Linked DNA regions of Rattus norvegicus: all the other regions are linked to region 1. The links are chromatin contacts, called in public Hi-C maps. All regions are on one chromosome and are shown on one strand. Each heading gives the region's core, a stretch centred on a gene start, on an enhancer-like site or on the middle of the called end of the contact. The rest is flanking DNA. Distances are from core to core; before and after follow the strand shown. Region 1 holds the start of Kirrel3 (kirre like nephrin family adhesion molecule 3). Region 2 overlaps Dcps (decapping enzyme, scavenger). Region 3 overlaps Kirrel3 (kirre like nephrin family adhesion molecule 3).

What was found. A called contact is a pair of places that touch in the nucleus more often than the background predicts.
Region 2: a Hi-C map of frontal cortex shows a contact between it and region 1, with 3 times the contacts expected there. The contact joins the enhancer-like site here to the promoter of Kirrel3 in region 1. A contact is called at or near these places in 4 of 12 Hi-C or Micro-C datasets (the A7r5 cell line, Schwann cells, frontal cortex and 1 more).
Region 3: a contact with region 1 is called in a Hi-C map of prefrontal cortex, with 7 times the contacts expected there. The contact joins the enhancer-like site here to the promoter of Kirrel3 in region 1. A contact is called at or near these places in 9 of 12 Hi-C or Micro-C datasets (the A7r5 cell line, Schwann cells, frontal cortex and 6 more).

Annotation. Positions count from the first base shown.
Region 1 is chr8:41,122,427-41,125,054 of GRCr8, reverse strand. It overlaps Kirrel3 (kirre like nephrin family adhesion molecule 3), which reads right to left and starts at 1,282. Exons shown (of 16, transcript NM_001048215.1): 1 at 924-1,282. The coding sequence starts at 978.
Region 2 is chr8:41,772,251-41,774,878 of GRCr8, reverse strand. All of the region lies in intron 2 of Dcps (decapping enzyme, scavenger), which reads left to right. Among named protein-coding and RNA genes, the nearest start is that of Dcps, 8.7 kb to the left of the region's middle. Within about 2 kb of position 1,343, at least 26 of the 93 cell types and tissues checked have an H3K27ac peak or open chromatin away from gene starts, as enhancers often do.
Region 3 is chr8:41,645,250-41,647,877 of GRCr8, reverse strand. It overlaps Kirrel3 (kirre like nephrin family adhesion molecule 3), which reads right to left. Exons shown (of 16, transcript NM_001048215.1): 10 at 2,579-2,628. Among named protein-coding and RNA genes, the nearest start is that of St3gal4, 76 kb to the left of the region's middle. Within about 2 kb of position 1,322, at least 47 of the 93 cell types and tissues checked have an H3K27ac peak or open chromatin away from gene starts, as enhancers often do. A contact at or near this core is called in prefrontal cortex, where this site is marked.

The DNA of each region.
Region 1 (2,628 bases), core at 33-2,532:
GACAGTCCTGTCCTTCTAAGAGCTGTGCTGACAGGCACAAATGCTGCCTCAGATGGCAGAGGTGGTATTGGCATTCCAAAAGAGTGGGAAGGAACGGGTTTACTTGCCCCCTTCAGTCTCAATTCCACAGGTGACTGTTGATGCCTTTAGCTCAGTAGGCACTTAGTTCTCCCTCCACCAAGACCAACCCCATGACTCTCAGTGGCAAGGAGCCCAGAGGTAGCAAAGTTCTTTCTGGAGAGCCCACCTGCTAGGCTGCAGAAAAGAAGCAATCAGCACCAGGGGCGAAATTCCATTTCATACACCTATTCCAGTGCTTGGTAGGATTCAGAATTCAGCCTTGCTCAGGGAAACGGGTGACATTCAATGTAACTCTTTACACGCTTTCTTTTCCCCTGTCTCTGTAAATACCCGCTTCAGTACGTTCCGTAATCGCATCCCTTTCTGCAACTGTGCAGACCTCGCACATTGGCTTTAAACACACCCGGGCAAGTTAGACCCTATTGAAGCTGAAATCTCCATCTACACCAGGCTCCCCTTTTCCAATCTGGCTATGAAGGTGAGCAGGCACCCACAAGTTCCGAATGGCCTGGCCGCACGGATGCTACCTAATTAATATACCGGGTGCATGAAGAACTTACATGCAGGAGAGTTTGAGTTGGACATGGACAAGAGAGACGAGAAAGTGCAGCCTCCCTTGTTCTGCTAGTCCCTTCCTTCTGAAGGGAAACCTACAGTACCATTTTGTTGCATTTGCAAACGCAAAGAAGCGACGCTACTTACTGCCACTGGGCCGGCACGGAGACCCGCAGCCAGTATGAGTTCCCGAGCCTGCCCACCTCCCAGCCCTCAGCCTCCCGCGCCCTCCGTCGCTGCCGCCGCCGACTTTGCTCCAACTCTGGCGCGCTGTGCCGGGTTCCTACCTTGACTGAAAAGGAAGAAGCAGAGGAAGAGCAAATCCAGCTGGAAAGGTCTCATTCCTCAGCGCACGGGCAGCCGGCGGGGCAACTTGGGCGAGCAGTTAGTTTCTCTTCAAGAGCGGCGGCTGGGCTCGCGGTGCTCAGCCTCCGCCGCCGGTCCTCCTGGGTTCGCGCCGACCATCTATCTGTCAGTCGGTCTGTCCCTCCTCCGGTCCGCTTAGGTCTCGCTGTGACTCCAGGTATCTGCAGGCAGCCGAAACCAAATGCTTGTTTTCAGCCACCTCGGGAAGCCGGGATCCTCAGCAATGTCCCCACTCGGAGCAGATCCATTCTCTGGCTCTTAGCATCCCAGGCACACGGCTTCCTCTGGCGGGCTCCTCCCACAACGAGCGAATGAGCTAGCGAGCGGGCGAACGAGCAAGCGAGTGACGAGTGACAGAAGGGCTCCTTTCACAGAAGCTGGGGCGGGGGGAAGAGGGAGGGGAAACAGGTCATAATTAAAGAGGAAACACTTGGAAAGGGGAACGCTTTGCAAAACAGGAGGGTTGCAGAAAGGCTGTGTTTTCCTTCTTTCCCCCTAAACAGGGGAATATTCTGCTTTTGTTACCATTATTGACCAGAACGCATAGTGAGCACCGAGCAAAGCTGTGACTTTTTGTTCACACGATGTAATGTTGTTAAACGGGAGTGAAGTTACCGATGATTAGACTCGTGCACATGCATAAAAATGTGCCTGCCTTGCTGTTGCACTAGGGACTGGCAACTGGGCTAAAAGGCAGTAGGGAGAGGCCAAGAGGGGTGCATCTTTCCCCACCAAGGAATTGGCCAATGTATGTAGCCAAGGCTAGGGAGTTGAGATAAGGCACAAGCAGCTTTGCATTTGAAGGACTTTCCTGGTGTGGTGGTGGTGGTGGTGGTGGTGGTGGTGGTGGTGGTGGTGGTGGTGGTGGTGGTGGTGTGTGTGTGTGTGTGTGTGTGTGTGTGTGTGTGTGTGGTTTTTGTGTTGTGTGTGTGGTTTTTGTGTTGTGTGTGTGTTGTGTGTGTGGTGTGTGTGTATGTGTGTGTGTGATGTGGTATGGTGGTGGTGGTTTGTGTGTATGTGTGTGGGCGGGGTGGGGGTGGGGGTGGGAGGGTGGAGTTGCTCAGCCCTGTGTCTTTGGATCTTAGTTTGCTTGCACTGCTCCTAGAAAACAAAATGCAGGAGTAAGGGCAAATGCAGGCAGGTTTGTGACACATACCTATTTATTATTATTATCCCAGTCTGTGTCTCTCCTAACAAGGACAGGCAGCAGTCTGTCTTTGCATTTGAGCCTCTCTCCTCTAATGAGCACTCCATCACTCTAAGGATGCCTTTTCTCCAAAAGGTGCTGTGAGTCTGATGGCCAAGGAGAGGCCAAGGTCACAGTCAACAATTTCTTAAGAACCTGCAAGTTTTTTACCTGTCATGAAATCCACACTCCAATCAAACTCCCATTTCCTCCAGGACATCAACATGAATTTATCTAGGTCTATTTACTTGATACACATTTAGGCATGCCTAGAATAAGCAGGCCGTGGGGGGAAGTAAAATGGACCATGCCTCCAGGAGCTTGCGATCCAAAGTGGAAGCTGAGTGCACACAAGACACAAACTCTGAGTGTCTTACAAAGCAACACATAAAAATATGCAGTGTTATATAGAGTGGGACTGAAGGGAGAGATGGGGAAAA
Region 2 (2,628 bases), core at 94-2,593, 650 kb before region 1:
ACTTCAGTTGAGTCCAGCTTTGGGATAGACCTGTAGTCCTAGCTCCTGGACTGAAGCCGAAGCAAAAGGCTCAAAGTCTAAGGTCTGTGTGGGCCATAGAGGGGGTTCAGGGCTGACCTGAACAACTTATGAGATGCTGTCTCAAAATAAAAAGAACACTGAGGTTTTAGCTTAAGAGTAGAGTGCTTGCACAAGTCTGAGGCCCTAGGTGTAATGCCCTTTACCACACAAAGGAAGAAAAGAAACCAAGTCATGGACAGTTGAGGAGAAGCTCTTCATGTGCTGGTCTTTGGCAGCTTTTCTGTCCCCCAGTGCTTGACAGCAGTAGTAGTAGACATTCAGGCGTGCAGGCAGCAAGGCATGCAGACAGCAGACAGCAGACAGCAAGGCATGCAGACAGCAGGCAGCAAGGCATGCAGGCATGCAGACAGCAGGCAGCAAGGCATGCAGACAGCAGGCAGCAAGGCATGCAGACATGCAGACAGCAGGCAGCAGGCAGCAAGGCATGAAGGCATGCAGACAGCAGACAGCAAGGCATGCAGATAGCAGGCAGCAAGGTATGCAGGCATGCAGACAGTGTTCCAGTCCTTGCTCAGGCCTCAGATATCGAGATACTTAGCTCAAAGAGTGTTAGAGCTCTTGCGTAAGACAGTATTCAGTAGCATTTGATACTGGCCAGTGTTGCAGCTTTTGTCTTAGCGTGTCTGATAACGTTGGGTTTAATGAGTTGACGGTTCCCAGGAACCCTTCTAGCGATCAGAGCCTGTAGTGTCTCTTCTCTGACTCCTTATCAGTCTTTTATCCCTTTTCATCCTCTGCCCCTTCTTGTCTTCTCTCTATGTTTGCGTGCATGTGTGCCCGTGCACCATGTGTGGTCACAGTGCCTTTGGAACTGGAATTATGGATAGCTGTAGGTAGGGATCATGTGGGAGCTGGGAACAAACCCCAGTCCTCTAGAAGAGCAGCCAGTGTTGTTAATCCTGCGTCATCTCTCCAGTCCCCTTCTCTCTCCTTAGTAGTTCTCCCACCACTCTTCTGCCCACTCTTGAACTGTCCGGCTGCTGCTTCCGCCATCAGGCAGCCCACTGCCGTGCCGTTTTTGCAGCTCAGCCTGTAGACTGTTCAGCCGTCCCTGCCATGGCCATTCCACCACTCTGTCCACCGCCACCCTGCTGTGTCTGTTGCTTCTCTCTTTGTGCTGCCATCTCTGCCGCAATTAGCAAAAGTAGGCAAGAGAAGACCACTCATAGGAGGACATTTGTTGGGTTTAAGTGAGCAGAAGAATGCCTCCTAGTCTGCCTCCTTATATAGCCAAAGAGGGGATGGTGCCTCAGTCACACAAATGAACGTTTGTGTCCCGGTGAATCCTGGCGGCATTGTTCCTTCTGCACCAGTCACAACGGTCCCTCTACAGGCCCATCAGGATAATTCTTCCTTTTCTAGCCTGAATAGACCTGGTGATAGGCAATCACAGCCCACTGCAAAAAGTGAGGGTGAGACCACAAAAGTTGCAAAAGTCAGATGCAAACTATTTGAAAAGGCTGTGGCTGGAACTGCACCTTCAGCAGCTGTCGGTCAGACGGTTTACTTGAGTGAACTGAATTACTGCTCACAGCCAGAGAGGGGATGGGTAAATCACAGGCCCATATGCAAATGAAGGTTTGTGCTTGTGCCAATCACAAGTATTTCTTTTGCTAGGTCACTAGAATAAGTGACCTGTGGCCTCTGGCCTGCTGGTAAACGATTTTCTCTATTGTTTAGCAAAGCTTGTAATAGCAAAAAAGTTCTAAACTATTTGAAATAGCCAAAGCTAGCTGAGTCTGCCCATCAGGAACCCAGACAGTTAGCTGTAATTGTTGTCTGGTTTCTTCATGTCATGCATGGAACATTTAAAATGGCCAGTGTTGCCTCACTGTTTGACTGACGGCCCCTTTGGTTAAGGCAGCTGGGAGTCCAGCAACTCACAGTTACAGAGTCAGGTTGCCCCATTACCCAGTGGCTTGGCTTATTGACAGAAACACAAACATCAGAAGTAATGTTTACTATAAGGACTTGCCAAAATTATTAGCACGGACATCAGTTTTAACGTATTTCAGCAGTATAAGGAGAATAACTGAAGTGCCCATAGATTCCTTTTTCTGTGGGACAGGCATTCCATAGCCACAAGGTGTCAGTGTTACCAAAGTATTCTGGCCATTAGCTCTTCAGCTCCAGGCATCCTAGTCAGGGCCTACTTAGAGCATTGTGTGCCCCCCTACCCGCCACCCCCTATGCTTCTCTGTTCTTAGCTTCCGAATTACAACTCGCTATGGCCTACCCTATGTACCTTAAAGTGAGGTTCCTGTAACCTTAGTCCTCTGTGTCCAATACACAGTTATATCTTTAAAGTTTTTTGCTGATCTGTGGTTCTTCTCAGCCTTTTCCCCCATAATATCACTGGACTAGGAGAGCCCTCCCTTCTCTCTGAGCTGGCTGCTGTCCTGGACTCAGCATAAATCATGTTTGACTGATTTCTTCTGGTCTTTCTTCCGTGACTGGTGATGTTTTCCTCTTATTCAAATCTGAGAGAATGTAGTCTCCTCTCTCATTGATTCCCTCCAGATTCTCAGCTCACCAAGAAGTAGCTTA
Region 3 (2,628 bases), core at 73-2,572, 520 kb before region 1:
GTCCCTGGGGTGATGGTTGGGATTTAGACTTAGGAAAGAGAGCTAAAAGTGAGAGATTCCTGAGAAGAGGCAAAATTATGCTGGGAACAAAACAAAAATTGCTGCAAACATAATTGCTGTTTATTAACCACCTTAATTAAAACAGATTTGCATTTCTATGAGTGGTTCTCAGCCAAGGGGAAAACAGGTATTGGGAGAGATGGCTTATGGGAAATAACTGTCTGGTGCACAGATATGGGAGACCTCAAGGTAAGAGCTTTGTCCTCAGAAGGCTTTAGAGGTGGGCTGAGTCTGCCTTTCCTCCTCAGAGTTCCTGCACTCCAAGAAGCTGCTGGCCCCGAGCCACAGTGGCTCTACGTTCTGTGGAACCCGAATGATGCTTTGTTTTGCAGCTGGGCTAAGTGATGATACCATAGAAAAGTCTTTTCCTTGCATTTCCCAGGAACTAGGAATCCGAAGAGATTCACAGGTCTCTAAAAGCTGTCAACAAATACATATACATTTTTTGGGCTTCTTGAAAAGAAAACAAAAAACTAGGATAAAGGAAACCAGGCCTGGAGAACCAATGGGCAATTGGCAGCCATCTCCCCCTTCCTCCTGGTACCCTCTTTGATCCAGCTCAGATTATAGTGGTGCCAATTCATTTCCCAAGGCCATGGGTCTGGCTGTCACTCACAGGAGGAGGGCTTTGAGATGGCTGTGTTCTAGATGCCAGGGCCCCACCTAGCAGCCTCACCACCGATCCACCCATTCTCCAAGTGCAGGCAGGATAGACAGTCCCATCCCTAGTGGTGCCTGGCAGGTTCTTCCCTTTGGGTCATTTCATCCAGGCCCTAGTCTCACTGTGACTAGCGGAAAATAGGCAAGGGACAGTTTCCTCCCTCCTGACGTTCTCTGCCCAGCGACCCAGGAAAGCCACGCAGGCTGAGGGGAAAAAAATGGACAGAATACATGTTGGCTGGATGCCAGAGCCTAGGCTGGAATGTGGGTCCTTCTCAGGTGTGTTCGTGCACAAGTGTGCGCTTGCGAGCATGCGTAGTATTTCCCCGGACCAAAGGAAGAGATCCCCCACCCAAAGTCTTTTAAAGTTTCCAATAAGAAATACCTGAATGTCTTAAAGCAATGATAAAAATGCCAGCCTCTCCCTCCTTTCCCCTTGACACAAGGATGCTTAGTTAATAGCTCCAGGCAACTGTGTGTCTGAAGGTCCCTAGCTTTGGGAAGGGAGGGCGGGTCACGGCTGACAACAGGCAGTGGCAGCTTGGCTCCTCAGCGCCCTCCCCAGAGCAGGCAGTGGGGAGGGTTGCCGATTTCACTGTGTCCTGGCGCGCAGAACGGAGTGTCAGACACAGGCTCGGCAGGAAAAGGCTGCAGCCTGTGTTGCCATGGATATACTGAGGCGCGATCAGATGCTGTTATTTTTAGCCCTGCAGTGCCAATTTATTGGTGGCATCCTGGGGACACACAGGAAAGGCAGGAGGGCTTGGGAGTCTGGGTTCTGCCTGGGATAGGTGATGTGTGAGTGTTCTGCAGTCTGGGTAGACAGAGGAGATTGACCACCTCACTGCAGCAGTCGCCCTTCTCCAGAGAGGAACTACAGGGCAGGAGCTGAGTAATAGGGACAGCTCGGGGATGCTAAGGAGACATCAAGCTGGGCTTGGTTTTCTTCTGCAAAGAAAGAGAGAATGGAGAGTTTGTCTGTGGGTGGCTCCCTGTGTTGAGATATAGTCACTTTGGATCATTTCCGGAATTTGCCTCACACCCTGCTGTCAGGCCAGGACCCTGAGTCCTCTCACACCAGGACCTGAAGCTCAGGACTTTGCTCTGAGGCAGCCACCAGCACTCGGTGATGCACAGTGGTGGTGTGGTTCAGGCCTTAGCGTTTCTCCAGCTTACAGACAGGCAACCCTGATTTCTGACCACAGCCCAAGTGTGCAGACTTGCTGTCCAGACTTCTTGAGTCTGGCCTGGGCTGGTTCTAGCTTTTTTATAGCAACCTTCGTCCCAGCACCCAGGTCTGATCTGACACTACCACCCCGCAGTGTTTCACAAACAGCCGCCAATGAACTCCCACTCCGAGCACACTTTTCTGCCATGTTTATGTTCACTGTGTATGACGAGACATGCCCCGTGACCTCAGGAGGGCCCTGTAGGCTCAGTCCCTGGGGATAGTGATATGTCTCTCTGGCTGAGCAGTCCAAATGCAATGGGAAGTGGATGATCACGAGAAGTGAGAGGTGTCCCCTTAATCTCTCTGTGGGCCTTGTCATGGGGCTCGGGTCAAAAGGTAGATAAAGGAATATGGTTATTCTGTGACCTTTGACCTCATTTTCTTGGCCAGGATAAAATTCATTACCTCTATTGAGATCCTTTGGAAGGTGTGGAAAAGAAGGAGAGGATCCACAAACTTACAAGTTTGCCTTTACCTCCACAGACAGACAGAATGCTGTGTGAGGGGCAACAATGCCTAGACTCAGTGACCTCCTTTTGGGGACAACACCTCATACCAAGATGCCTTGGGACTCTCCCCTCCTTTGAATTCCCCACTCCCATTGTGGTGTTAGAGTGGGGCCCTTACCATTGACAGTCAAGGTCACCTCTCTCTCCCCAGCTCCTACCCGGGGCACC